Regions from separate parts of the Mus musculus genome. Here regions 1, 2, 3, 5, 6 and 7 are each linked to region 4. A link is a contact called in public Hi-C, HiCAR-type, HiChIP or PLAC-seq and promoter capture Hi-C data. All regions are on one chromosome and are shown on one strand. Each heading gives the region's core, a stretch centred on a gene start, on an enhancer-like site or on the middle of the called end of the contact. The rest is flanking DNA. Distances are from core to core; before and after follow the strand shown.

Region 1 (3,343 bases), core at 568-3,067, 1.7 Mb after region 4:
TTCATTCAAAATACATTTCTGCTCTCTGGAGAAAGGGGAACAGTTGTACACTAATGGTCACTTTATTCATTAACTAATTCACATAAACCAGTAAACTAGCCTTCTAAATTGTAAGATCCGCCCTAGATATTATTTATAAAATGTGGAAATTGGCTGAGAACTAGAGATTTTATTGAAAATTGCATTTGTTTACTTAGTCAAGGAAACTTTACTGAGCTCTATGTACTAAGCTTAGACTGCAGGCTCTTTGCACCCACTGCCATGCTGAACCTTGTGTCAAGTCATTAATGCCAGACAGAGATTGATGAAGATGATGTGGAAATGAAAGAAAGCAGACAGGCATCTTCAAAGCAGAACAACTAAACCCGGTGTTCTGTTTCTCTGTGGCTATTAGAGCAGTAACTTTCAGGCGATGCACCCACACTCCCATCTCAGCCTCCACAATGCTAGGATTACAGACATGTGCCACTGGACTCAGCTCACAGTTTACTTTGATAGCTGCTGGAACAAGTCATCATTTAGTTTCACAAAGGACTCCTTTATGACGTGATCACTTTGACTACTTAAGTAAATTTTCTAGTTCGGAGGCAGAAATGCCACACAGTTAGATTTTAAAAAGATAATTTATCAGTGCTATGTACATTTATCTAAAATAATGGTGGGATATATTCAACACTGAACACAAACCTGCCACACCCCCAATACATAGACAGTAAACACAAGTACTGATATTCAGATCCACAATGCTGGCAGCACCATGTTGCTTGTCCTGCATCAAACTCTAAACCCTGGACACTCACTGACACAATGCCTGACTACCTCTCAGGTCCAACAGTACTTTCTAACTCAGAAAGTTCTAGAAAATTAACTGCAAACTGTCTTAAATTTGTATGCAGCAAAGCAGACTGTGTCCAGGGAAGAAGCAAACCTGTTATAGGAGTACATAACATGTCCACCTGGCACAAGAAAGCTGTACCTGAACAACTGTAGCTACACCTAACAGCTCCTTCAGAATTGACAAGCTTTAGGCAAAAGCTACCCCAAAGCAGAGTGATTACATTACTGTTAAGGGCCTACTTATTTTTAAAATCTGCAAAAGTGGGTACAATTCTGTTTGTCATTTGCCTTAAATATGAAAAACTTCCCATCCCAATTCTTAAAGGTACCATCAATGATTTATACCTAGTTCATTTTACCTAACATAAACTAAACCTATCGTCTTTCTTAATCTACCATTCATATTCAATTTTTTCTTTATTTCTTTTAGAAAAAACCCAAAACTACAGATTTGTCTAAGCATTTAAAATTAAATAAACAACGGACTGCTGACTGCTGACTCCTGCCGCACACAATGGCTTCCAAATTACCTGATGCCAATTTTCTGATCAGTCTTAAAAGAGAAAAGACGAAAAAAATCAAGAGGCCAGCCAGAATGGGGCATGCTATGAGATTTAAAATCACTCTAGCTCATAGAGTCTACAATTTTCATAACCACATAACAATATGTAGTATTTCTAAAGCGAACAGATTTGGCACTAAAAACACACAACACGGCTTTAGGTTAATACAAAAGCTTCCTATGTTTTCAAATAAAAGCGAATGTTCAAAATCAGCAAATCTTACCACTCATTTTGTTTCTACAGGAGCAGCAGCCAGCGAACAAGAAAACCCAACAAGGAAACGGCGTAGTACACGTTAGCAGCTTTAATTGGAGAACAGTTTCGCTTTTTTTTTTTTTTCCTCAAAGCTGGTAAGAGGAAAAGATCCTTTGACCGAGTCACGTGACCGGTATCACATGACCCGCAGTGAACCGGGAAAGACCGGGAGAGGAAACAGCGCAGAGGGTACGCTGGGGCGCTACTGAAACAAAACACTTAAAGGCTTCTTCAGCTGCTTTCCTGACTGCAACGCGTTCTGCCTTAAGAGCCAAAGTAAACCCTAATCAAAAGAACCTGGTGGATAGGCACGCGATGGAAAACCATCCTCTTTGTGTTCGCGGTTTGACTAACGCAGCCTGCTGCTTTTTCACATAGAAAGATTGGGGTAAAATGAATTCAAAGCCTTGATCCAAAATATGAGTGTATAGTTTGTGATCATTTCATGCTCGATACTCAAGCTATGCCTATAACACACAGAGAATTGCCCACACAATAGAATTAAATGACAAGTTCCTTACAGGTGGAATATATTTCAGGCTTGTTTTGTTTTTCCTTAAAAGCTAATGAAGGCTTCTGCTTTTATAGTCAGTGTACTTTGTTTTTAGTGATTATTTTAAAAATAGAACTTACTCTTGACATTAAGGAAAGATCCTTGGTGGATAGTATTCTTAAAGCAGGAATGTGAAAAATACTCAGTTAATTGAGGTGAAAACTTATTCTTTTGGAAAAAAAATACGCCCCGTAAATTACTTAAGAGGGCATATAAGTTCAGAGGAACTTTATCAACTGCTTACATACACAAGCAATGGCTGGGATCTGTGACACGCACCACAGTGGGGAAGATGGATTTGGGTACTAGGTGATACTAAAAGTTAAAATGAGCTCCGATACTTACTAGCATGGCAAATGTACTACTATTGGGCTCTGTCTCCTGTGGAAAGGTTAAAATGATCAACCTCAAAGCACTGTTGCAGAATCAAGTTAGACAAACTAGTACATGAAATACACTGTTTAGGACCTCTCAGTAACTGATAGTTATTGTAAGTAAAAGTATGATCGCTGACTCTCAAAACTAAAGATTACACAGTGAGACGAACCATGTGGAGTGTCCTACTTGTTAACGCAAACTGAGGTATCATTACTAGAGAAGCTGAGGCAGGAGCAGATAAGTAACTTGAGGGTACATAGGCAAAGGCAGGGTTGCTTCATATAATCACATGTTAAAGGCCAGGCCCTATTTAAAGGCCCAGTGTCTTTCCTGAAGAAGAAAAAAAAAAAAAAAAAAAAAAAAAAAACCTGGCAGGACACACCCCTGGCAACTTGACTCAATAAAAGCAAGTCAGAGGCCAGAGGAGAAGAGACACTGGTTTAAAGTGGAAAAGGGTAATAGCTGACCTTTTATTCCATTATGAATGCATTTCCCCTGAGGCTGTGGGATGGGCGCTTACTTCCCTGTTCTCTCTCACTGCGCCACTCTGCCCTCCTATGCTATTTTGACAGTCAGTGAGTTGTTTTTTTTTTTTTTTTTCTTTCTGCCCCAACACTTGCTGTCAGGTCAATGACTTCAATGTCCAAACTCTAGATCTATGATTTCTCTGCTCCTTTTCCTGCTGTGTTCTTAAAGCTTGAACTTATTTCTTACAACTATAAGTACATCCTGTTTCACAGCTAATCTTACCAAAATC
Region 2 (3,324 bases), core at 561-3,060, 1.6 Mb after region 4:
GTAGCACTGAGCTTAAATTTGTGTGGTACTATGAATACTCAAATAACAAGAATATGGTCATCACATCAAGCAAGGGATTGCCTTGCAGCTTGTTGAAGAGACAAACATGGAAAAATAAATCAAAATCCAGAGCTGACTGCCTAGTCCTGGGGGCAGACAGACCCAGGAAGACCAAGTTGCACTCGACTGAGTTTCTTCACATCTACACATCTGAAAAACAGGCTTCTGAACAGCTGCAGGTTTTCCAAAGACCTTTCAGTTTTCTGGATTGTTCTGACACCATGCTAGCACACTGTAAATACTGTGTGTTCACTGACTGTGGTGGTTTGAATAGGTTTGGGCCCCATAGATTCTTGTGTTCAATGCTTGGACACAGAGAGTGGCACTATGAGATGTGATCTTATTGGAGTGGGCATGGCCTTATGTCACTGTGTAGGTGGACTTTGAGGTCTCCTATGGTCAAGCCCCACCCAGTGTGGTTGGAATCATAGCCTCCTCCTGTCTGTCTTCAGAGGACAGTCTTCTCCTTGCTGCCTGCAGATGGCGATGTAGAACTCTTGGCTCCTCCAACACCATGTCTGCCTGGATGCTACCATGCTTCCATGACAATGGATTAAACCTCTGGAACTGTAAGCCAGCCCCAATTAAATGCTGTTCTTTATAAGAATTGCCTTGGTCACAGTGTCTCTTCACAACAATGGAAACCCTAACTAGGACACTGACTGACATACCGCAGGACTTTGTGAATTGCTGAAGATCCTAAAACTGTCTACCCCCCTTACGATTAGGGGTGTGTTCCAGTGATGACATCATCTAAAAGGCTACAGTTTGAAGTCTCTCAACAGGCACAAGGCAATCTACAATAGCCATGGGAAACAGGAAATTTTAATTTTCAAACTCACCACATAAATCATTTTAATTATGAGAAAGGAACACAATAACTTAAAATGTAAATATTGTTCAAGAAGTTGGTCAAAATTCTTTTCTTGTTGGCAAAGAATGCAATTTTGTGCCACGATATTCTGAGGCATCCCATTGCTATAACGGAGGAAGTACAGCAGCTGCTTCAATGTGGGCCACAGGTTAGACTGTGAGCTTATTTGCTGAGGCAGAATTCCCAGGAAGAGCAGGATCTTTACTACCTGTGTGACCCTCTGTGGGTAGGCTCCTGCCTCTGGGTGAGAGTGAACTGCAAGAGGAAAAGGAAAGACCTTTTACAACACCTCCCCTGGGCGGGCTGGTTCTCCAGTGCATATGGTCTCTGAGTGAAAAATGGGGACATGACCATTCCAAGTTATTGTTGACAAGGTAGATAGGATGGAGAGAACAGCCAGAGGCATTTGGAAGGGTCCAGACTGAACATGTCCTGCAAACTGAACTGGGGGGGAGGAGGGGGGTGAGGAGCATAGCAAGCAGGGCAACAGAGATCCAGGAGGGGAACCTGTTATGAAATGTTATATGCCAATGGGTGGGGGTACCTGGCGGGCCCATGTCAAGGTATCTGTCACGTCACAGACCTGGTATAGGGAGGTTTATTTGGGGGAAGGGAGGGAAATGAAATGAGGATCTGGAGAAGGGGTAGAGACAGACAGAAGGGAGCAGAGTGCAGAGAAGCGGGGGGTGGGGGGTGGGTGGGGGGGTGGGGGGAGAGGACAGAAAGGACAGAGGGAGGGGAAGCAAGGAAGGGGAGAGGGAAGAGGGAAGGGGAGGAGGGAGAGAGAGAGGCCAGCAGTCCTTTTCCTATGCTGTACTTGGCTTGTACCTAGCAGCGGCAGGTGATGACATAAGCAGCTGCTAGGGCCCAGGGAGGAGCCCAGTGGAATCGCCTGTAAGCCAACAGAGACAGCAAGGGGCCAAGAGGCTCCGAGAGGGTATAGCCAAAATGGCTGAGATTAACTCGGGAAGCGAAGCAGGGGGAGGGGATCGGAAGCCCAGCCGGACCGCTCAGCTGAGGACAGTTAGGGTGGGGAGCAGGGTGAGGAGTGCAGAAAGGACCCACAGGGACTGCGCCTTGTCCTGTGTTTCTTTGAGACCTAAACAGGGTTTATGACTTAAAAAAAAAAATGCCTTGTGAGGCTGAACATAACTCAGTCACGGACTGCAGAGATAGGAAGAAAGTACAAACAAACTTTCTCGGCAGCCAGTTCCTTCCGAGATTAAGTGACAAGCTACTGGGGAGGCCGCCTAATCTCTTTTGTCTTGTTTTTACCCTACCCCCACCTCCATTTGAAGCTAAATCTTTCCGGCAGGGGGTCTGTCAGCCTTGGGCAAAGGATTGGTTTGGTTTTGTTGCAGTTTAAGAGGGCTGACAGTTTGTGACTTAAAAGAGCAGACCCAACAACCACTCCCATAGCTAGCATAACAGCTGTTTCCCTCAGGACCATTTTGTGAATGAATGTCCCATTACTGGTGATGTGAGGTGTGAAGTTGATGAATGTACATTACCTGGCTTCGTTTGATGCCTATCCCAGCCAGAACCAAACTGCCCAGCCAGGGAATTTGTGCCAAGTTAGCTGGTATCTAACTATCACAGTGATGTTTACAAGTGTCCTCCCCTCCCCCACCCCCAATCTACTTTGCAGCATACTTCACAGGCCTATCACTTAGTGATGAGTGAAATGGTCCACAGATTCGGAGTCGAAGTTCTTTCCGAAGTTTTTAGGGAACAGTAGGGCATCTTTGACATGTAGGATGTTTGAAAGCTGCCGAGGTTAAATGATGTTGGAGGCTCGTGTTGGAGGCTTCTTGACAGAATGAAAACTGGAGTGCGAAAGTCCCTTACACAAATATTGATGAGCCAAGAATCCTGCTCTGGAGGATGAATAGTCTCTTAAAGGCTCACTGTAGAATGCAGATGTGATTTCCTCCTCTTCTGAACATGTACCATCAAATACATACAGATCAAGATTTCAGGTCAGACACTAACGTCTAAAATATTATTATACAAAAAATACTTTTTAAAAAATGTTCTTAAAAGAAACATCTCGGTTCTAACCAATTCCAAGTTGACTTGAGGCCTCGGAGATGTGAATGGTCTGGGGATACCTGATGCTACTGATTGTCCCTGGGGCAGCTGCTAAGTAAGGCTTGGGGGACCCTGTTTGCCCCAGCTTCTAGGCATATCGCCAGGAAAACCACCTGGACCTAGCCAATCCACCCCGACACAGCCTAGGCCATCCATTAAGGAGAACAGGCACTCTGTCAGATCTTCAGGAGCCAAGAAGGAAGGCCAATCATTGCCAAAGTTGCCTGAGCATCCCCACAAGTTTCAGAAAAGGATTGTGGAAGCATCCTGGAATCTGGGAGCTCCGGGGTATCACACAG
Region 3 (3,527 bases), core at 355-2,854, 1.1 Mb after region 4:
GAGAGGATTTTGTGGTTAATAAATGAAGTCTGTTTTTTAATCTTTCACAGAACACAACCCAGAACAGCAGGTACCTCAAAGCTGCCAATTCCAAACCACAAGTAAGGGACACTGCCTCTTACAGCATCCCCTGACTCCTCACACATTAGCATCTCCAGATTTCTCTAGAGAATAGGGACCTGATAGATGATGGAAACTAAGCTCTGTGATGAGAAAACAGTATCAGTTTTGTAGAGATCTCCCACTCCAGTGACAGGGATGATGATGATGATGATGATGATGATGATGATGATGGCAGCAGCTAAGGGGAGGAGCACCTATGCCTAGGCACGGATCAGACCAGAAACCACCAGCTACCTGGCCATGACAGTTTCACTGGAATAACTACTATTAAATGAATGATGAGATTGGGTGTTTCAGAACTGACGAATGATAAAATGATAATTTTGATTCTATCACAGCCTTCTCTAATATGCAGAGTCATTAATATGTGACTCTCTGAGTCTTCCTGGTCATGAGAAGGTGGCTAAGCCCAGGAAAGGGAAAAGATCCTTGAGAAGCTGCTTCTGCTGAGAGAATTGCCTTCTGTAGTGCTTGGAAGACACCAGCTACAATTCTCTGGTCTACTGTTACATGTAATCATGTGTATGTGTATGTGCATGTGCGTTAATATAAAGGAATGGCCAATGTATGAGATCCCCACATATGTACACATATGCCTGAATCTTCTGTTTGCAGTGCAAGGTGGAACCTCTGGCAGCCATGCATAATGAGGCAGGCACAGAGGTTTGGGGGTTGCCAGCCTTTCTCTGATAGTCACATTAAGTGCTATAGGCACTTGACTTTATGGCTTCTTCCTCCTGCATATTAATCAGCCAAGATCACTCCCTGCAGTGGCATTTCAAGTCTGGTGGCAAGGCGGTAGTGATAGAGAAGAACTCTTGCATCATCCAGGGAGCCCCTCAGGTCAGTAGGATTCTTCCCATCTCAAAGCTCAAAATATAAAGGAAGAAAGAAAGAGGTGGGCTGCTCTCATGTCTATGCCTTGCAGAACCTCTCTGCTCAGAGGCAACATTCTCTTCTTAATAGCATCCTGGAATGCAGATCACCTGGAAAAGTCAGGAGAGCGTTCTCAAGGAGTCCCAGTCTTGCAATTGGGTGGGAGAGCCTGTCCGCACAGCTGCCATTGCTTCCTGCTTGAAGTGGTCTGGGAGGCAACAGAATATGCATCAGGAAGATGCCCTCTGCTGACTCCAGATTAGGAGCTGGCTTCTGCTCATCTGCATCTTATCCCTTCTCCCCTCTCCTCTCATCCTCATCCTCTCTATGGATTCTTTTCCTGGGTGGCCCTTCTCCTGACATGGAACCCCTCTATTATTTGCTAAAGCAGAATTCTGGCAGTTCTGTAACCTGAGTCCCAGAAATGACAGGAAGATCCAAAGGCTCACATAGAAGGCAAAGAAATGGCAGTGGAAGTATGCATAAGGGCAGCTCAGCCAGCTGACCCTCCAGCTCCCTCACAGCTTACATCCTTCTCCCTCAGCACCTCAGGCCTGGCCTGCCCCACACCCCTTCTGCAGCTGTAGTATGCTGAGCCTTCTGCAGCAACAGCAGCAGCAGCAGACATGATTGAGAGGCCAGGAGACTGCCTGCCAAGGAGTCATTCTAGCTTCGCCTTCCCATTTCCCTTCTCTCTTGGCCCAGCAGCCAGGTACAAAAAACAACAGTGCCCACGGTTTACACAGAGCTTCTCATCCAGGAAATCTCAAAACGCAAAATCAGCCAGCCAGACTGATTACACTCATTTTTTTCTGGTGGAGGAAAGTGCCTTTTCTGGAAGGGAAGTCGATTGCCAAAGACTCTTCTAACTTCCCACTGAGAGAAGATGCATACTGGACCTGGGCATCTCCTCCCAGGAATCCTGCGATGCCCTCTTGCCACTGCTGCCCTTGCTTCTGGGTCTCTGGATGTTAAGGATACAGATCATGGGAATTAATCCAAAGGTTCTCCCAAAGCCCGAATTCTAACCATAGAAGGAAGGACAGATTCATTCCCCCAGTCCTCCCCCCTACACATACCGAGTAGTTCCTGTTTTCCAGTACAGAAAGAGATTTGCCACTCCAAGCCTGTGTTCTCTCTATTCCAATTCAGCTAAACCCCATAATCCTAACTGGGGTGCTAACCATCAGGAGAAGCCCAGTGACTCACCTGATTGTTATTCTTCTGTGACTTCTGTAAACACCCAAGAAAATGCCAGAGTGTTTCTTCTCTCTTTTATATGGGCACAAATACCCTTTAGACTAGTTCCCCACCACAGGTCTCTTGTTTCGTGCTGGGAGACTGGAAGTCTATGTAGTTATAGTGAAGCAAGGGAATAAAAAGGAAAGAAATGAAAAGCAGGCTGGGGGAAGGGAGGAGGGAGGAAAGAGGAGAGGAGAAGAGAAATGACCACAGTAGGAAGGGCATGGGGAGGGAGGCAGCTGCGGTGGTTGCAGGCATCACTCTTGGGTCTATGCCAGGGGCTTCAGACACTGTGTTAATCTACTCTGGCCTCCATAACAAAGTACCACAGGCTGGGTGGCTAAAACAACAAAGATTTATCTTTTCACCATTCTGAAGGCTAAAATTCCAAGACCAAGTTGTGAGCAGTGTTTTCTCTTAAGGCTCCTTAAAATGCAGGTAGCGTGTTCTCTGTTTCAAAAAGCTCTCCCTCTCTCTCTCTCTCTCTCTCTCTCTCTCTCTCTCTCTAGCTCTTATTCTTGCTCTCACTCTCTCTACCCCCTGGTGTATGTGTGTGTGTGTGTGTGTGTGTGTGTGTGTGTGTGTGTACTCAGGCGGGTCCTAGCCTTCTAAGGACACCAGTCATATTGGATTGGAGCCCATTCTAATGACTCATTTTTAACTTAATTACCCCAATCAAAGGTATCAAGTATACTTGCAGGTTACATCCTAAAATACTAAGTCTTAGGTCTCCTTCATATGAATTGGGAATAGAGAGCAAGCAGGGCACAAGGCAGCTCTTTACATGTATAATTTCTCTAGCCCTCACAACACCTCCTGGGAGTACAAATTATCCCCATTTTTTAAAAAATTATCCCCATCTTATAGAACACAGCAACATAAGGGAAATTTTAGGCAGCATGCCCAAAGTCCTCAGAAAAGTCAGATAAACTGAGCATCAGGTCCAGCTCTCTCTAGAGTTGAGCATGGTGATCACAACACACTGCCCCTCATTTAGATTGACAGCTAGCATGTGGATGGGAAAGAATGTGGTGGTCTTTGAACTAATTAGGACAAACTCCACTCCTTCTGTCACCCATGACTGAAGAAATGGAATGGAGATCTGTTTTAGAAACTCACCCTCAAAATGTGTGGGAGCTGCTGTGAAAGCCAGGGTTAACCAGAAGCTTTCCCTCATTTTAGTCAGTTTGTGTAGAATATATGTCCAGGGAGGAGGTGTGAGCCTAAAGCAAACATCTAGTTCTATTGCTGTTTATTAGAGCTTCCAGAGTCAACATACATAGACA
Region 4 (3,846 bases), core at 387-2,886:
CTAAACACACTACCACTTCCTTTATTCCACCGCCTTAATATTTAACAATGTATTTTAGAAGACACTCCCAAATAAGCTTGAGATGGTGACAGCTTTTTTTTTTTTTTTTTTTTTTTTTTTGGCAACGTGGAAAGTTGACGAAGCATCGCCTAAACCTGGCTCCGGGAGTCGCATGCAAGACATAGGAGTGCGAAATGCCAGGGCAGCCGAAGGTGTGTCAGAGAAAAGCGTGGAACTAGGGTGCCGGGTGTGCGTGGGCTGTATGATCCCGAGGGCGCTGAGACATGTGTACTGCCTGTCTGCCGCCCTGCCACCTCGGTCAGCAACCTCACTTCGCCTTCAACCCTTCTCCAGCCAGACGCTTCTTTTTTCGGGGCTTCTGGGCTTTTATTGTAAATTCTATGACTAAATTACGCCGGTGAGCTGGGGCCAAAGACAGATGGATAAATTGTCCCCCTTCCCGGCTTGGGGAGGAGTCTCCATCCGGAAGGGTCTCCACCCTCAGCTTCGGGAACCGGGAGTGGCCTTAGTTCCCCGACTAGCTCTAGGGAGTCCAGGAGATCTCTGTGTGCGGGGAGGGGGTGTGAAGCAGAGGCCTGAGTGTCCCTTGTTTTGGGGCTCCCCAGTAGGGTGGGGTGTCAACCCGGGCTGGATTTTTCCCGCGCAGTTCTGGCTGGTTCACTGGCCTTGGAGGAGGAAGTTGGGACCCCTAGACAATCTTCTCTCTGGTCCAGGGGAGGAGAGACCAACTGGGGAAGAGGTGTCTGGAATGGCTGCAGAGCTGGTGTGTGTGCCTGTGTGTTGGGGAGCGCGCGCGGGGTGGGGTGGCAAGCGAGTCACTAGTGTGCGGTAAAAGTTCTTGAGCTCTGCATGCAGAACACACGAATAGGAGCGCGGGGTTAGACCCAGGGAGATAGGGTTGGCCTACAAGGGCGTCTTTGGGTTCCCTAGTGCTTTTGGGAAGACTCTCAGAACGGCTCCCCACAAGGAATACATCAGCTTGCAGAGTGGTGCTCTCTTTTTCAGACCTGGACCACCACGCCTGGGTTTTTCTACTGCCCTGCCCCCATGCCTCTAGGATGGCTCCAGCACCCGGGCCTCAGTGTCTCCCTAACCTCGTTCAGGCTTCCGAAACCTCATGGCTCTGGGGGTCCAGTGCAGGGGCAGGAGCACTTGGAGAACGCAAGCCTTCACCTAGCCAGGATGAGACATTGCATGGAGAGGAGGGGGCGGGAGGCTTCGTTGGTTTGAGCGTGGACACTGGCCGGGGGATCTAGTCGGTTTTCCGGCCAAGGCAGCAGGCTGGTCCCAAGGGCGGGCAGTTGAGCCGAGGGAGCCAGCGGTGGAGCTCACCCCTAGGCCAGTGTTCCTGGGCGCCAGCGCCACTCCGGTGTAGCTTCCATCACCGCCGAGTCGCTACCACTGCTGCTGCAGAGTGTAGCTGCTCCGCCGCGCTCCCGCGCGCTGCGCCGCCAGCCGCCAGGGAGCCGGGGCGCTGAGCCCCGAGCAGAGGAGAGGGGCGAGGCGCGAGAGCCTAGGCGAGGAAGCCGCGAAGGGGGAGGGAGGGAGCAGGCGGGCGGAGGGAGGAGCAGGGAGAGAGGGAGTAGGGAGGGGAAGAGAGAGAGAGAGGGAGAGTGAGGGAGAGCGGAGATCGAGAGCAAAGAGCGAGAGCGAGGGAGAGGAGAGGAGAGGAGAGGAGAGGGAGAGAGGAAGGGAGGAAAGACACACGCAAGCACAGGCACACCGGCACTGGAATTCCATTAGAAAAAGTGAGCCGAAGCAAGGGATAGCGGGAGAAGATTTTTTTTTTTTTATTTTGAATCTTTTTCTTCGTCTTGGTGCCAAAGAAGCGACTCTGGTCTCCCGTCCTAGAAGCTCTACTGGATTGCTCCCATCCGTCGGTGGATTTCTTTCCTATTTGCATTTATTCTGACCCCCCTCCCTCGCTGCTTTCTTCCAGTCCTTCACTTTCAGATCGCCTCGCCCCCACCTCTCCAGTCCCCTCCTGGGAAGTGCAGGGGAATTGGACCCACGGGGACTCGCGCCTTCCCGGCCGCGAGAGCGAAGGGCTGGGCTGACCTCAGGACCAGGCTGTTGGCTTAGAAGGCAGCCAGACACATAGCTACGTGTGTTTGATTTCAGTGGCAAGGGGGGGACGTCGAGAGGCAGCCCACCGCCCGCCTCCCACCCCTCCCCCTCCAGCCAGCAGCGAGAATCCCTGGACTCGGGATCTTCAACCGGCGGCCGCCTGGCGGGATCTCCGCATTGGATTTGGGGGTCGTTATCATTGCTTGGCTGTTATTATTACCGTTGTTATTTTATTTTTATTTTTTAAACCTAAGGGAGAAAGACACATACACACAAAACTGTGGGATTTATTTAACATGATCTTGGCAAACGCCTTCTGCCTCTTCTTCTTTTTAGGTGAGTACCTGCAGGTGGCGAGTCTGGGGGTCACAAGGGGCTGCGCGCGTTCAGTCGCCCACTGGAAGCTGGGCATGCGGGGGTGGGCTTGGGGGCTGCAAGCAGGGCGCCGTGGGAGACACCGGGAGATCGCGCCAGGCTGGGAGCCCGGGCCTGGGGCTCCGGGGAGCCGAACTGCCTGGGAGGCTCTAGAGGAGGGAGCTGTGCAGCGGCTAGCTGGTTGCGCGGAGGACCGAGAAGGAGACTTCCAACATTCAAACCATCTCCGCACGCACTCCCGTGCCGCGCGCGCGCACACACCCCGACACACACTCTTACTTGCAGGCCGTGATAGCGCTCATTTCCCTCAAAATAATGGGTTCAATTTGCAACAACTTAGGAAGGAAAAAAATGCAACTGTTGGTGTGAATGAAAGGAAGGATGGGGAGAGGCTGGCGGGACGCTATCAAGCCTGCCCCTCCTTTCTGGAAGGCTCTCAGAGTCAGTGGGTTTCGGCAGGAGGTCTTGGTTTGGACGTTTGCGGGGAGTCCTTGTAGTCACCTCCTACTTGCCAATCAGTCTCAGGAACGCACCCTATCTCTCCACTCTCTGTAGCACTTTGCAAGTTTCTCCCTACCCACGGCCTCCCTTTCCAAGCCAGATGGGTAGGTGGAGCTCAGGCTTGCAAATGGGTGTTCAAGGCCTTCAAGAGCAACAACCCAGGGGCCTAGGGCATGTGACACGGGAAAGAGGAGGCCAAAGTTTGCTCCTTGGAAAGAAGATGGTGCGGGGGAATGCAGGAAAAGGGAGAAAACAGATCTTAACAAAGACCACTTACTGCTCACCCCATAAGCCCCCTCCCTCTGTGACAGGGAGGAGCGGCTGCCCAGTGGTTCTGAGCTCCAGCAGGCGCCTCCCCACCTCCCCTTATACTTTGTAAAATCTCAGCTGCTTGGGAAGCAAGGTCTAGGAATAGTTTACAGGTAAAGAAAAGATGCTTTCAAAGCTAAAGGCTATGTGTGGACCCAGGGTTCCCAGGCAAGGTTACTGGTAGGGAATTCTGGAAAATGTGTGTGTTTGTGTGTGTGTGTGTGTGTGTGTGTGTGTGTGTGACATCTGCTTTTAGTCCAGGTGCTGTTCTGCTTGTTGGTAGACCAGAATGAACTGGCTACCAAGCAGGGATCAAGAAATCACCTTTACCTTCAGCAGAAAAGGGCTCTGGATAGCCCAGACAGGGAGGTAGCCTTTGCTTATGGAAGATATGCATGGTCTAAGAAGTGCCCTCCAGATTGTAGGGGATTTGTAGTCAGGGTGAATAGATATTGGCTGTATCTTTGCTTGCTCACAGACTTTCTACCTCCCAGCTATGCATTCCCAGGGGACATAGCCCTGCCCTGGGGTGTGGCCTTCACCATACTTGCTTTCTCCACATGTCAGTAACCC
Region 5 (3,673 bases), core at 168-2,667, 1.3 Mb after region 4:
GCCTTCTTGTGTAATAAAACAGACATAGTCTTGGTGGGCTGTCAGTCTTGAATCCATTTCCTAAACTATCAGCTTTCACATTTGTGAAGCTGAATTTGATCCCTATTTTGGAGACAGAGCTGGATTGAAAATTAACATAAACCTGCATAACACTGTTCCTGACTGGGGAAAGTGTACTATTCCCTGGGTTTCCCCCTCCTTTTATATACTTGTTCCTAGAATAGGATAACTTTGTATCCCGACTCAAAGAAGTAGGAATACTAGCTGCCAGTAAGGGGAACATCCTAGAAGAGGCAAGCCAAAAGACATCTGATGATGTGTACTGTCAGAGCCTCCCGGGACAGAAAGGGTAAGTTTGTTATACTCCAAAATGCTCTGATCTCCACCTAGTTTATGAGCTGAAAGGAACCCTTTAAATGATCCATCAAGACTGTCTTTATAGTTTCATCAAGGTTAGCATTGAGCCAGTTCATTAAGCCATTATACTGCTTCCATCTAGAAATGGGCAGAAGCCAAGTAACATTTGAAATATAAATCAACTCCAGCCTACTGCCTACAATGGAGGCAAAATGGGTGACAGAGGGCGCCTACAAAGCACCTGTAATTTCGTATTATTGGCTAAAGGACTCCATTGTTCCCCGACGAGAATGAAACGTCATTAATGAGTAGTAAAAAGAGGGTGGCAAGTGGTGGGAGACACAGAGCAGAAGACAGCCTAATGCTTTCCGGGGAGACTGGCACACGGAAACTCAGCTGTAACATGCAGTTGACTAATTTCACCAAGGTATTGAGTGAATGATGGATGGGGATAGTTAACAGGCATCATGACAACAATAAGGAAGAGACTCCCCACTAGCAGAAGATATCTGCTCCCACCTCCCACTTAAACGACTTCTCATACCAGTGAATGCATGCTTGTCAAGACTGCCTGTTAGCTATTCCCTGATGGCTTAAGATGAGATACTCTTTCTGAGGAGGGCTGGCTATCCACCATCCAGTACCCCATGTCCCCCTTCTCTTGATTAGTGTGATTTACCTAGGAAAGCGTGAAGCTGGGGGAAATTGAGCTACAAGGAAAATTGTACTTAAGAGCAGAGCTGCAATTTCTACTCAGTTTGATGCTTTTCAACATGTCTAAGTGGCTGGCAATCTTCAGTGTTTTAGGTACAGTGCAATGTCAGAACAGACAGCCTTTTTATTTAATTGACTGTTGTTATAGTGTTATGTTTATGCCTTGGGAAGGTCAGATGAAATGTATAAGGGCCCTGTAAGGCTTTCCATAAGGAAAAAAAAAAAAAAGCAGAGTTTGGGGTGGGGAGGGGATAACCCAGAGGGATCAGTTCTGCGGTCTGGGCTAGAGGGGAGAGCAGGCAGCTGGGCTGGGATTTCTGAGCTTCAGAGACCAATTAGTCTGAAGGTGAGTGATTTTCCTAACGATTTGAAAAGCAAGCCAAGAAGACAGCATGAAATGCACACGTGCTATGACCTTGGAATCAGTTTAAACATCTTTCAATTTGATACTAGGTCTATTAAGCCAAGATAATAGTAGTTAACTTCATTACCATTCCAATTTAGTTATTTCTCTCCAATATGCAATAGTCCCATGATTTGACCTCAATAGTAGCTCTGAGACACACACACAAAAAAAAATTGAATGTTTCCATAGCACAAAATTATACTGAATAAAGCATCCATGTATCATCAAAGAAAGATGGAAGTGGAAGTTTGTGAGAAAGATTAAAGGTACACATTAGACAGTTTTAGGCACGAGTAACTACAAAAGCAGTTAAATAAAGGGGGGAAATGACCAACTGGATTAATAATGATAGATATGTCCATCTGAGGGCCCAGAAATTTAGTGCAGCCTTAAGTTGGGGTGGAAAAAAGTGTGAGAGGTGAAGATTCTGACTCTGGAGAGTACACCATGCCAGCTGCAATAGCATCTGTAATCCTGGCTTCCCCACAGTGAGAGGAAAGGTGGAGCCAAGAGCATCTCCAGATGGTCATAGGCCATCTAGCCTGGCTTAGACAGCAGTGAGCAAGAGACTTTCTCTTAAACAAAGTGGAAGGTGAGAACTGACACACTAGGTTGTCTTCTGATCTCCACATACAGGATGTGGCACTTAAATCCATAAATATGCACACACACACACACACACACACACACACACACACACACACACACACGCATGCACACAAGATAAAAATAAATAAGAGTAGATTAAGACTCACAAGCTTGCTGGAAAGACAGAGTGATGTCACAAATACACAGTTCATGGGGCATAAAAAGACATCAATGAAGGCATAGTCAGTGTTGTATTATTGCTCTTATTATCTGTATACGCTTTCTAGTCTTCTTCCCTCTCTCCACTCTTCTGTCTTGCATGTCAAAACCCCTCCAGTTTCTTGAAGGCTCCACTTCCCTCAGTCCCCATCCCCCATCTCCTCCCCAGACTCCTAATCTCTCCTGCCAGGACTGCAGAGCCTCCTGCCCCACCTCTCCTAGGTACTTATCTCCCACTATTGTCTCCTCTCAATACACATATTAGCATAAATGTTATTATCTCCCAAATCCAATTAATTTCAATTACAGTGGCTCAGGAAAGATTGCTAGTATTTTCAGTTCATGGAAGATTCTGAGGAAGTTGGGGTTGCCTCTGACTTTTCCAATTTTTGAACGGTTATGAGGACCAGAAATGACAGAGAAATGACTGCACATAGATTGCAGAAAAACCTGTTCACCCTGTCGTCTTAATTCTGAAGATAAGATTTTTCTAGAATGAAGGTTTTTCCAACCTTCCCTGGTTGTAAATGATGCCTTGTGCTGTTCAAACATGGCGATGGCTTGCAAAGATGCCAAATGGGCAAAGAGGAGGGGCGGTGACACAGGTGCTGGGGGATGTTGCTGCAGGAGCCAAAGATGACGTAATCCAGCAATCATCATTCTGGCACATGCCTTTAACTTGTTGAAATTATAGTTTTTGCCATTTTATACATTGGCATTCAGCACTCTCTATTTAAAACCCTTCTGGTGTGTAATTATCATGAGATAGGTACTCAGTGGCCCTGGATCCAGGAAAAAGAAAACACTTGTCAAGTGTATTTAGCAGAGGATATGAGTGGTCATGAGGTTGCTTAAGTAAAGATATCAATATTTCTGATTCTTTTCACTCATGTGGATAATTGAGATGGCATAACTGAATAAGAACCTTTAGTTCCTATTGAGGATTCCATCTCAGAGAAAGAAGCAGAGAGAGGGAGGGAGAATGAATGAATTTTGCCTCTTACAAAGATCCTGATCCAACATGACTGTTTCCTTCTCATTACCCAGTGACCCTTAAAGTTCCCATCTCTTCATGTTATCACATCATTGATTAGTACTCTAGCATATGAATGGGGTGGTGGTGGAGACACGCAGGTCTGAAACATGCCTACTTTCCCTGTGTGATCCTTTTATCTTGTTTTCTTTCAGGAAGTATATTAGTTACAGTCCCACTTAACACTCTAAGTGACAGATCTCACATTAGAGACAGCACACACACGTTAGTGACAGTACATACATGCTAGAGATAATACACACATTTAAGCCTAAAATAAGATGGTACTATCCTCATTTCACAAGAGAGCAAATACCCAGAGGGATGGGAGTTTGGAAGCGACAAAGCACACACAC
Region 6 (3,779 bases), core at 1,193-3,692, 1.8 Mb after region 4:
TGTTTTGCTTTGAAATACCTATTTTGTTTACATCATCAAATGATATTTTAACACTACAGGCAAAATATAAGATGAATAAGCCATATATATGCCAAAAATATAAATATTTTCAAGTAGAAATATTACATATGAGTCTAAGCTATGGCTGAACAAATCATAAATTAAATGTCTTTTACTGAAGTCAAGCTAAAAGACAATATCCATTACAATATTCTTTATTTTTCTCCTGTGTTTTCCAGAATCTCTCAGCCTACATCTCACTAGACAAGGAAAGCAGAGAATTTTTTTCTTCATTTGTATTCAATTTATAGAAATATAGAGATGTAAAAAGGAATCATTAAATGTATGGTAAAATAAATCATCTCTCAATTACATGAAGAGGAAATGATGACACATCACACACACACATACACACACACAAAATCTGTGTTTTCAAATGCACACCATTAATTTGGGAGAAGAAAATTCCCCTTACAATCATGCTTCCCTGAGGCTAGTGTTAATTAAGCATGAGTTTCTTTTTCCTGACCACTGGTGACGAGGATTCAGACAGAAGGGGAAAAGGAAAGAGTTAAGGCAGAGGCATACAGGTGGCCAAAGGGAAGCAGCCTGAGAGAAAAACGTCCCACTTAACCTACAAAGCAAGCCTGGAGAGGATCTATGAAGATAAAACAACACAGAGAAATTTAATATGAAAATGCTAAAATTTTTAAACGTAAAACCTAAACAAGATTTTTCTCCCTATCCCCTTATCTTCTCTCCTCCCTTCAGAGGATGTTATTAGTGGTAAATTACAAGAGGACTAAATTTTTTTAAAAACCCAACGAAAAGCCATGTTTTAAAAGACCTTATCATTGCTTTCCAATAGGCCCAACACCTGTCTCCATGGGTAACTGATCTCATTAGTTGAGAAAAAAAAAATCAATTTAAACAAGAAAATGTTAAGAAGGCAGGGGGGTCATCTCTCTGGAACATTTTTAGGTGACTTAAACAACATTTCCGAGATGACAAGAATTACACACTCCGCAAATACACACAAACTAAATATTTATCTAAACACGGGATATGAGCCAGAAATCTCAATTTGCTTCTGTCTGACATATGGCTCGGTTTTGACTGGCATATGTTTCGTACTGATACTGGCAAAAGCATAGTGATTCAAATATTACAGAAAAGCTTCAACTGCTCTTTCATTCTTACAACTCATCTTAGCCAAGAGGCTGAGAGGCGATGCTTATTTGCTTCTTACAACACGCACAAACTTGGGTTTCAAGAACTGAAACAGACCACAATAGGATGCAGCAACATCATTATGTGGCTCGGTGTTTTTTAAAGTCTACCCGTGAGCACTTCAAGATTATAATACAAAAAGAGGGAAAGCCTTGTCCGCCTGCCACTGTCAGTTAGTAGACGGACAGCCGAGAAGGTGCCCAAAGGAACTTACAGTCTCACTAAAATAAATAATCTCTAGCTCACCATCCTTAGCACCCTCAGCAATCTCTCTCTCTCTCTCCCTCCCTCTCTCTCTCTCTCTCTCTCTCTCTCTCTCTCTCTCTCTCACACACACACACACACACACACACACACGAATACCCCCCAATGCTTTTTATGAAAGGTGATAGTTTAATAAAACTACAATTACCTATCACACACGGTAAAAGCAGCAAGCGCTAGCGATCTGACGTCGAAATTACTCGCTCCTTTTCCTTCACCCAGCGCGTGCCGCCCTTTCCCAGAGTCGTGTCAAAAGTTCACCCACGCAGGCTGCCGAGCTGGGCGAGCACCGCAGCCTCCCTTCCTCCTCGCCACCGACCGAACAGGTGGTTGCCTTACCTGGGGAAGAGGAGCCGCCAGGCACCGGCTGCGGCGGCCGCCCGGGCGGCCAGGCAGGCGGGCGCAGACCCGAAGGGCGTGTTTTCGAGGATTTAACCCTCAGGTGCGCAGGCAGCGCTCCGCTGTCGCCGAGCCCCGGCAGGTGTCGCGCACGTCCCCGCCGCGTCCCGGGTCCGTCACCCCGCGGACGGCGCGGCCTCGCGTGGGGGCGTCGCCCGTCCGCCCGCCCTCCCCGACGGGCTCAGCCCTCCGGCGGCGCGGCCCGCAGCCCCAGCCTAACGGTTTCCCCGACGCGGGCTCCGGCGTCCCCCTGCCGGCTCTCACCTCCGAATCCCGCCGCTCCGAAGCGAAGGAAGGCGGATCCCCCACCCCGGGCGTCTCTCCTGCGAGGCTCCGGCTCGTCCTCTCACTCGCTTGGCGGTGGGCCGGGGCTCCCGCGGCCGCCGCTGCGCTGACTGCTGTGGAGGGGGGTTGTTGGGGAGGGGTGTTTCCCGGCAGTGACGGCGCCGCCGCCTCAGCCCCGCTCTTCGCTCCCTCTCCGCGTAGCTCCCGCTTTCTGTTTCACCCGAGGGACCGCGAATGCCGCCGCCGCCATGATTACTACGGAGCCGGGAGGAGGAGCCCGGAGTCGGCGCGCCCAGTGCGGCTGCGCGAGCCCCGCCGACGGCGCCCCCGGCCGCCTGGACCCGGAGCCCCCGCGCGCGCACACACACACACACACACACACACGAGCTCGAGCGCGCGCACCCGAACCCGCTCGCCCGCCGCCCCGCAAGCCGAGGCTTCCCGGGCCCGCAAGTGTGTGTGGCATGCGAGCTCCGGTGCCGCTCTCCCAGAGCCCGGGAACTGTGCGGATGATTGACGTATCCGGGGCCCCACACGCCATTCCGAATGCAGTTTAGAAAGCGCCCCCCACCCACCGCCCCCAGAGACGAACCGTGTCAGCCCCTCTCGGCAAGCCCCAGAACTTAGGATGCCGGCAGGTGCTTTTAGAGGCAAGCCCCGGACGGGGAAGCGCCCCGAAGTGGGCTCAGACCTTCCCACTCCCAGACGGTTAGAGCCCCGGCATTTTCTAGCACCCACGAAACAGATTTACGTCTTTCAGAAACGCACAGCTTAAAGGTTCTGGACTCGGACCAGCCGAATCTAGTGGAAACCCGTTACCTTGACGTCTGCCACCGCGGAGAGCGAAGCGGAGGCGGCGACAATTTCCTTAAGCCTCGAGCGATGGGGGGGCGGTGGGGGGGACGCTGCAGTAGCGCCTGAGGGCCGGCCCGGACTGCTTACTTTTGCAGTTTCACCGGAAGCCTTAGGGAGAGGGTCGTCTTTGGGAACCTGAGTCCTCCCCCTGTCCAGCCAAAACTGGTGACTGATGAAACCAGGTTCCACGTCTGACTTGTAGTTCAGTTTATTGGTTGCGCTGCGTTTTAAGGTGGCAATCTTTTTTTTTTTTTTAATCATTTGACAGAAATCTCTCGAAGATGTACGAATTTCTTACGTTCTTAAAAAAGAAAAAAACAAAACAGAACTGGATAATGAAATTCTTAGTGGATCATTGAATATCAAATAAGATACTCAGACAGTACCAAAGTCCCATGGGATTGCAGAGGTGTGCGCGAGTGTATAAAATCCCCACCTTGGTGCTGTTTTATTTGCAGTGTTCTTACTTTTCTTAAAGACCCCTCACTTGGCTTGTGTTCATCTGCCTGTACATCCACTTTAACCATTTCTATTTTCCTGTGGTGGTGTTTTTTAAGCCCCGCTTTCTTCCTTCTCCACCTACTTTTTGCTATGGCTGCAGGCAATGATTGATCCGATGTTTGTATCCACAGCTAGCTAATGAGAGGTTATTTTTCTTCCCGTCAACAAGTAGGATAGTGATTCTATCAAATTGCATCTTGAGATATTTGGGGGTTGGGGAGAGGGGGCAAAAGTCCTTTCCCTGA
Region 7 (3,440 bases), core at 146-2,645, 1.3 Mb after region 4:
TTGCACAACCAACATGTATCCTCATGCCTGTTTTAATGTCTTCACAGTTGAGAGCCCGTGCTTTACTGGCTGAGCTATTTTTCTGGCACCTTTCCTTCCTTCTCATAGTATCCTTGTCACTACACCAAGTTCTGCTGGTTGTCTTTTTGTCATGTGGCCTTCATCACAGCCACCTTCCAGCTTCATTCTCCAGCCAGGCTTCTGTAGGCTTGCCTGGCCCCCTCGAGCTCATCACTCCTCCATTATGGCTTAGATATGAAATGTTTCCCCATAAAGCTTGTGTGTTGAAGGCTTGGTCCTCAGGTGGTGGATCCAGTTTGGGGGGAGAGGGGTGTCTCTGACCTAATCAATAGCTAAGTTCCTTGATAGATTCATGATATGAATCTATCACACCATGGGACTTGATAGGTGTTTCATCAAGTTCCTGGGCTACCTCCACCCTCCTTCCTGAGCACCATGAACTGAGCAAAGCACTTAGCCATGCCCTGCTGTCATAACATTGTCCTTTGCCATGAGGCAAAATAAATCTTTCTTTCCTTAACTGTAAGGTTTTTCTTAGGCATTTGTCACAGTAACAACAACAACAACAACAACAACAAAACAAGTAACATGCTTCTAATGTAAGGTTAAGCTTAGTCTCTGTCGCCAATCTATCTGTCAACGTGCATCTCCAAGCTTCAGAGCTCATGCAACACATGTCCAAGGCTAACTCACTCCACCCTACCCATCATCACCAAGTCTCAGCTCAACACAGACCTGGAGCATGGCATCCTGCTCCCGCCCACTCCCATAAGGCATCCCTTCTTTGTCCTCTCAGTAAATCATGAATTAGAACCGGTGACTATGGGGAAATAAGACTTTAGCCCAATATCATGGGAGAAACAATAACTGGATCTGTTTAAAAATAAAATGTACTGCTTATGGTGGCAGCTCTTAAATGAAAACAAACAAAAAAAAAATCAACTGGCGGCTGTAGGAGAGACAGAGCGAGCGAGCCTGTGGATGCGGACAGCTGACGCCTATTATAACTGACGATCTGTATAATCTTCGTCCTCCATGTTACGCCTTCCCGTTCACCGCGCAGAGCAATGATAAATATCTCCAGCGCCGTGCCCATGAATCTCAATGACCAATGAAAAGATGTCATTAATCTACTATTAATAAGGCAGTTTCCTCACATTCCTTTCTTAGAATTAAACAGGGTTTGAAATTTTTAAATAATTAATTAACCGTGGAGATAGGTAAGTGGGATCGTTTTAGAACAATCTGCAAGAGAGTAAAGGTCTGCCAGTAAACTCATATCTCCAATCAGAAATTCAATTAACTAGGACAAATATTCCCCGGCCCTCCAGTGACTGCCTTCACACAGCGAGTCTGACTGCTTTCCCTTCTCTAGTCAGCCACTTTGTCTGAGGGTGGTTAAATTCTGTATCCATTTACATGTTTGTTTACAAAATACGCCTCAGACTGGGGAAAGAGAATCCAACTAGTCTAGCCTGTTGTTCCCTGCTTCTAAAGTAATTCTGGGGGCGGTGGGAGGAGGGTGTGAAGGGAAAGAAAAAGAAATAAGAAAGAAAGTAACAAAAAAAAAAAAAAAAACCATGAAGGGGCTGGTGGGAGAGGCCTAAACACTGCAATTTTCCAACCGTTTTCATCCAAATTGTCTGCAATTTCCCCGTGGCCCAGACTCCAAATTGCAAGTGAATGCTGCAACAGAAATCCCGGCTGGGGCCCAAGCGCTGTCCCTATAATAACAGTCAGACTCACAACAGAGCATGCGGACTCAGGCCCTGCTGAGGCAGAGTTCATGCTTAAAGTGGGGAAGGCTGGGGAAATTGTAGCCACCTCTCTCTCTCTCTCTCTCTCTCTCTCTCTCTCTCTCTCTCTCTCCCTCCTCCCTCCCTCCCTCCCTCCCTCCCTCCCTCTCTCTCTCTCTCTCTCTCTCTCCCTCTCTCTCTCTCTCTCCCTCCCTCCCTCCCTCCCCCTCCCTCCCTCCCTCCCTCCCTCCCTCCCTCCCTCCCTCCCTCTCTCTCTCTCTCTCTCTCCCTCTCTCTCTCTCTCTCCCTCCCTCCCTCCCTCCCTCCCTCCCTCCCTCTCCCTCCCTCCCTCCCTCCCTCCCTCCCTCCCTCCCTCCCTCCCTCCCCCTCCCTCCCTCCCTCTCTCTCTCTCTCTCTCTCTCTCTCTCTCTCTCTCCCTATAGAAACAGTACTCATCTGACAGTCAGCACTCAACTTGTTCTCTTGTCCGCTGCCAAAGGTGAGAGAACCAGCATCATTTAAGGATTTCCTGCTAGGAGGGTTTCTTCCTCTGTTGACCTCTGACCAGGCTAGGCTGGGCAAGAGAAGAACCCCTCCCTCTCTGTATCCAGGCACCGCACACATCCACAAGGAATCAGAGGAAGGAAACAGAAACAGCGTCTAAAACACACCATGATTTTTACCTGTGAAAGTCAGTTTCAAGACCAGAGAGAATAAAAGCTATCTGTAAATGAATAATAATAATAATAAATACATTTCTAATAAGACATGAATACCCCATAGCTTCATTAAAGTTCATAATGAACCTAATAATTAAACACATAAATACATGGCACGGGAGACATTAAATCTAATCATTGCACCTCTGAAAATCAATTTGTGTGCATGTGGTTAATACGTGGTTGTCATTAATTACCAATGACAAGATCAATACGGAGCTAGGTCTTGGATGACCTTTCACCTTGTCGGAGGAATGGGTTTGTACTAACATCTTGATAATGTTGAGTTTCCTGGGGAAACTGGTACAATTTCATCAAAAACGTTTCCAACCTGGGTCTGGTGGTGCATGCCTGTAATCCCAGCACTTGGAGGACTGCATATTCAAGGTCAGTTTGGGGTAGCAAGCTCTAGGCAATTGAGTAAGACCTTATTTCAAGGGAGAGATACAAAAAGAGTTGAGGCTGTAGCCCAGAAGAAGGGCACTTATCTAGCCTGCACACAGATGTAGATATAGTAGCCAGGGTCAGAAAACAAAACTGAATTCACTACAGAGAGTATAAAGGTTTTGGGGTGTCTTGGTCAGGGTTTCTATTCCTGCACAAACATCATGACCAAGAAGCAAGTTGGGAAGGAAAGGGTTCATTCAGCTTACACTTCCACACTGCTGTTCCTCACCAGAGGAAGTCAGGACTGGAACTCATACAGGGCAGGAACCTGGAGGCAGAAGCTGATGCAGAGGCCATGGAAGGATGTTTCTTACTGGCTTGCTTGAGTTCCAGTCCTCACTTTCTTTGATGATGAACAGCAGTGTGGAAATGTAAGCTGAATAAACCCTTTCCTCCCCAACTTGCTTCTTGGTCATGATGTTTTGTGCAGGAATAGAAACCCTGACTAAGACATGGGGTTTGTTTGCTTGTTGTTTGTTTTTCAAGTCAAAGTTTCCTTGTTTAGCCATGCTTGTTG

Evidence for each region. Promoter capture Hi-C pulls out the DNA fragments that hold promoters and counts their contacts. A called contact is a pair of places that touch in the nucleus more often than the background predicts. HiCAR-type assays count read pairs that join an accessible place to other places. HiChIP or PLAC-seq counts read pairs in DNA pulled down with a chosen protein or histone mark.
Region 1: an H3K4me3 HiChIP or PLAC-seq map of embryonic forebrain shows a contact between it and region 4, with 6 times the contacts expected there. The contact joins the enhancer-like site here to the promoter of Gfra2 in region 4. A contact is called at or near these places in 3 of 39 promoter capture datasets (the C10 cell line, cranial neural crest and hippocampal neurons) and 5 of 115 datasets of contacts at active chromatin or transcription factors (astrocytes, embryonic forebrain, embryonic midbrain and 2 more).
Region 2: an H3K27ac HiChIP or PLAC-seq map of embryonic stem cells shows a contact between it and region 4, with 18 times the contacts expected there. The contact joins the enhancer-like site here to the promoter of Gfra2 in region 4. A contact is called at or near these places in 5 of 39 promoter capture datasets (embryonic stem cells, hippocampal neurons, liver and 2 more), 1 of 15 datasets of contacts at CTCF or cohesin (stem cell-derived epiblast-like cells), 10 of 484 Hi-C or Micro-C datasets (Th1 cells, cortical neurons, differentiating embryonic stem cells and 2 more), 10 of 115 datasets of contacts at active chromatin or transcription factors (craniofacial prominence, embryonic forebrain, embryonic hindbrain and 4 more) and 1 of 9 other capture datasets (embryonic stem cells).
Region 3: a contact with region 4 is called in a HiCAR-type map of astrocytes, with 2.5 times the contacts expected there. The contact joins the enhancer-like site here to the promoter of Gfra2 in region 4. A contact is called at or near these places in 4 of 39 promoter capture datasets (hippocampal neurons, liver and stem cell-derived epiblast-like cells), 1 of 15 datasets of contacts at CTCF or cohesin (pro-B cells), 4 of 484 Hi-C or Micro-C datasets (cerebral cortex, cumulus cells, nephron progenitors and 1 more), 6 of 115 datasets of contacts at active chromatin or transcription factors (SST interneurons, astrocytes, embryonic forebrain and 3 more) and 1 of 9 other capture datasets (embryonic stem cells).
Region 5: a contact with region 4 is called in a Hi-C map of cerebellum, with 1.7 times the contacts expected there. The contact joins the enhancer-like site here to the promoter of Gfra2 in region 4. A contact is called at or near these places in 6 of 39 promoter capture datasets (the 3T3-L1 cell line, cranial neural crest, hippocampal neurons and 2 more), 1 of 15 datasets of contacts at CTCF or cohesin (stem cell-derived epiblast-like cells), 1 of 484 Hi-C or Micro-C datasets (cerebellum) and 4 of 115 datasets of contacts at active chromatin or transcription factors (craniofacial prominence, embryonic stem cells and forebrain).
Region 6: a contact with region 4 is called in a promoter capture Hi-C map of pre-B cells, with 5 times the contacts expected there. The contact joins the promoter of Fndc3a here to the promoter of Gfra2 in region 4. A contact is called at or near these places in 3 of 39 promoter capture datasets (hippocampal neurons, pre-B cells and stem cell-derived epiblast-like cells), 1 of 484 Hi-C or Micro-C datasets (embryonic stem cells), 2 of 115 datasets of contacts at active chromatin or transcription factors (embryonic forebrain and large pre-B cells) and 1 of 9 other capture datasets (embryonic stem cells).
Region 7: a contact with region 4 is called in a promoter capture Hi-C map of hippocampal neurons, with 10 times the contacts expected there. The contact joins the enhancer-like site here to the promoter of Gfra2 in region 4. A contact is called at or near these places in 5 of 39 promoter capture datasets (cranial neural crest, hippocampal neurons, liver and 1 more), 2 of 484 Hi-C or Micro-C datasets (both in embryonic stem cells), 10 of 115 datasets of contacts at active chromatin or transcription factors (differentiating embryonic stem cells, embryonic forebrain, embryonic hindbrain and 4 more) and 1 of 9 other capture datasets (embryonic stem cells).

The regions. Positions count from the first base shown.
Region 1 is chr14:72,601,299-72,604,641 of GRCm38.p6, forward strand. All of the region lies in intron 3 of Fndc3a (fibronectin type III domain containing 3A), which reads right to left. Among named protein-coding and RNA genes, the nearest start is that of Fndc3a, 110 kb to the right of the region's middle. Within about 2 kb of position 1,818, at least 368 of the 459 cell types and tissues checked have an H3K27ac peak or open chromatin away from gene starts, as enhancers often do. A contact at or near this core is called in astrocytes, embryonic forebrain, embryonic stem cells and 1 more, where this site is marked.
Region 2 is chr14:72,504,656-72,507,979 of GRCm38.p6, forward strand. No RefSeq gene overlaps it. Among named protein-coding and RNA genes, the nearest start is that of Gm30500, 14 kb to the left of the region's middle. Within about 2 kb of position 1,811, at least 63 of the 459 cell types and tissues checked have an H3K27ac peak or open chromatin away from gene starts, as enhancers often do. A contact at or near this core is called in Th1 cells, craniofacial prominence, differentiating embryonic stem cells and 2 more, where this site is marked.
Region 3 is chr14:72,000,832-72,004,358 of GRCm38.p6, forward strand. No RefSeq gene overlaps it. Among named protein-coding and RNA genes, the nearest start is that of Gm35079, 40 kb to the right of the region's middle. Within about 2 kb of position 1,605, at least 17 of the 459 cell types and tissues checked have an H3K27ac peak or open chromatin away from gene starts, as enhancers often do. A contact at or near this core is called in SST interneurons, astrocytes and cerebral cortex, where this site is marked.
Region 4 is chr14:70,888,471-70,892,316 of GRCm38.p6, forward strand. It overlaps Gfra2 (glial cell line derived neurotrophic factor family receptor alpha 2), which reads left to right and starts at 1,637. Exons shown (of 9, transcript NM_008115.3): 1 at 1,637-2,424. The coding sequence starts at 2,385.
Region 5 is chr14:72,225,179-72,228,851 of GRCm38.p6, forward strand. No RefSeq gene overlaps it. Among named protein-coding and RNA genes, the nearest start is that of Gm41205, 42 kb to the left of the region's middle. Within about 2 kb of position 1,418, at least 6 of the 459 cell types and tissues checked have an H3K27ac peak or open chromatin away from gene starts, as enhancers often do. A contact at or near this core is called in cerebellum, where this site is marked.
Region 6 is chr14:72,707,561-72,711,339 of GRCm38.p6, forward strand. Fndc3a (fibronectin type III domain containing 3A) reads right to left here and starts at 2,443. Exons shown (of 26, transcript NM_207636.2): 1 at 2,158-2,443.
Region 7 is chr14:72,154,011-72,157,450 of GRCm38.p6, forward strand. No RefSeq gene overlaps it. Among named protein-coding and RNA genes, the nearest start is that of Gm41204, 24 kb to the left of the region's middle. Within about 2 kb of position 1,396, at least 11 of the 459 cell types and tissues checked have an H3K27ac peak or open chromatin away from gene starts, as enhancers often do.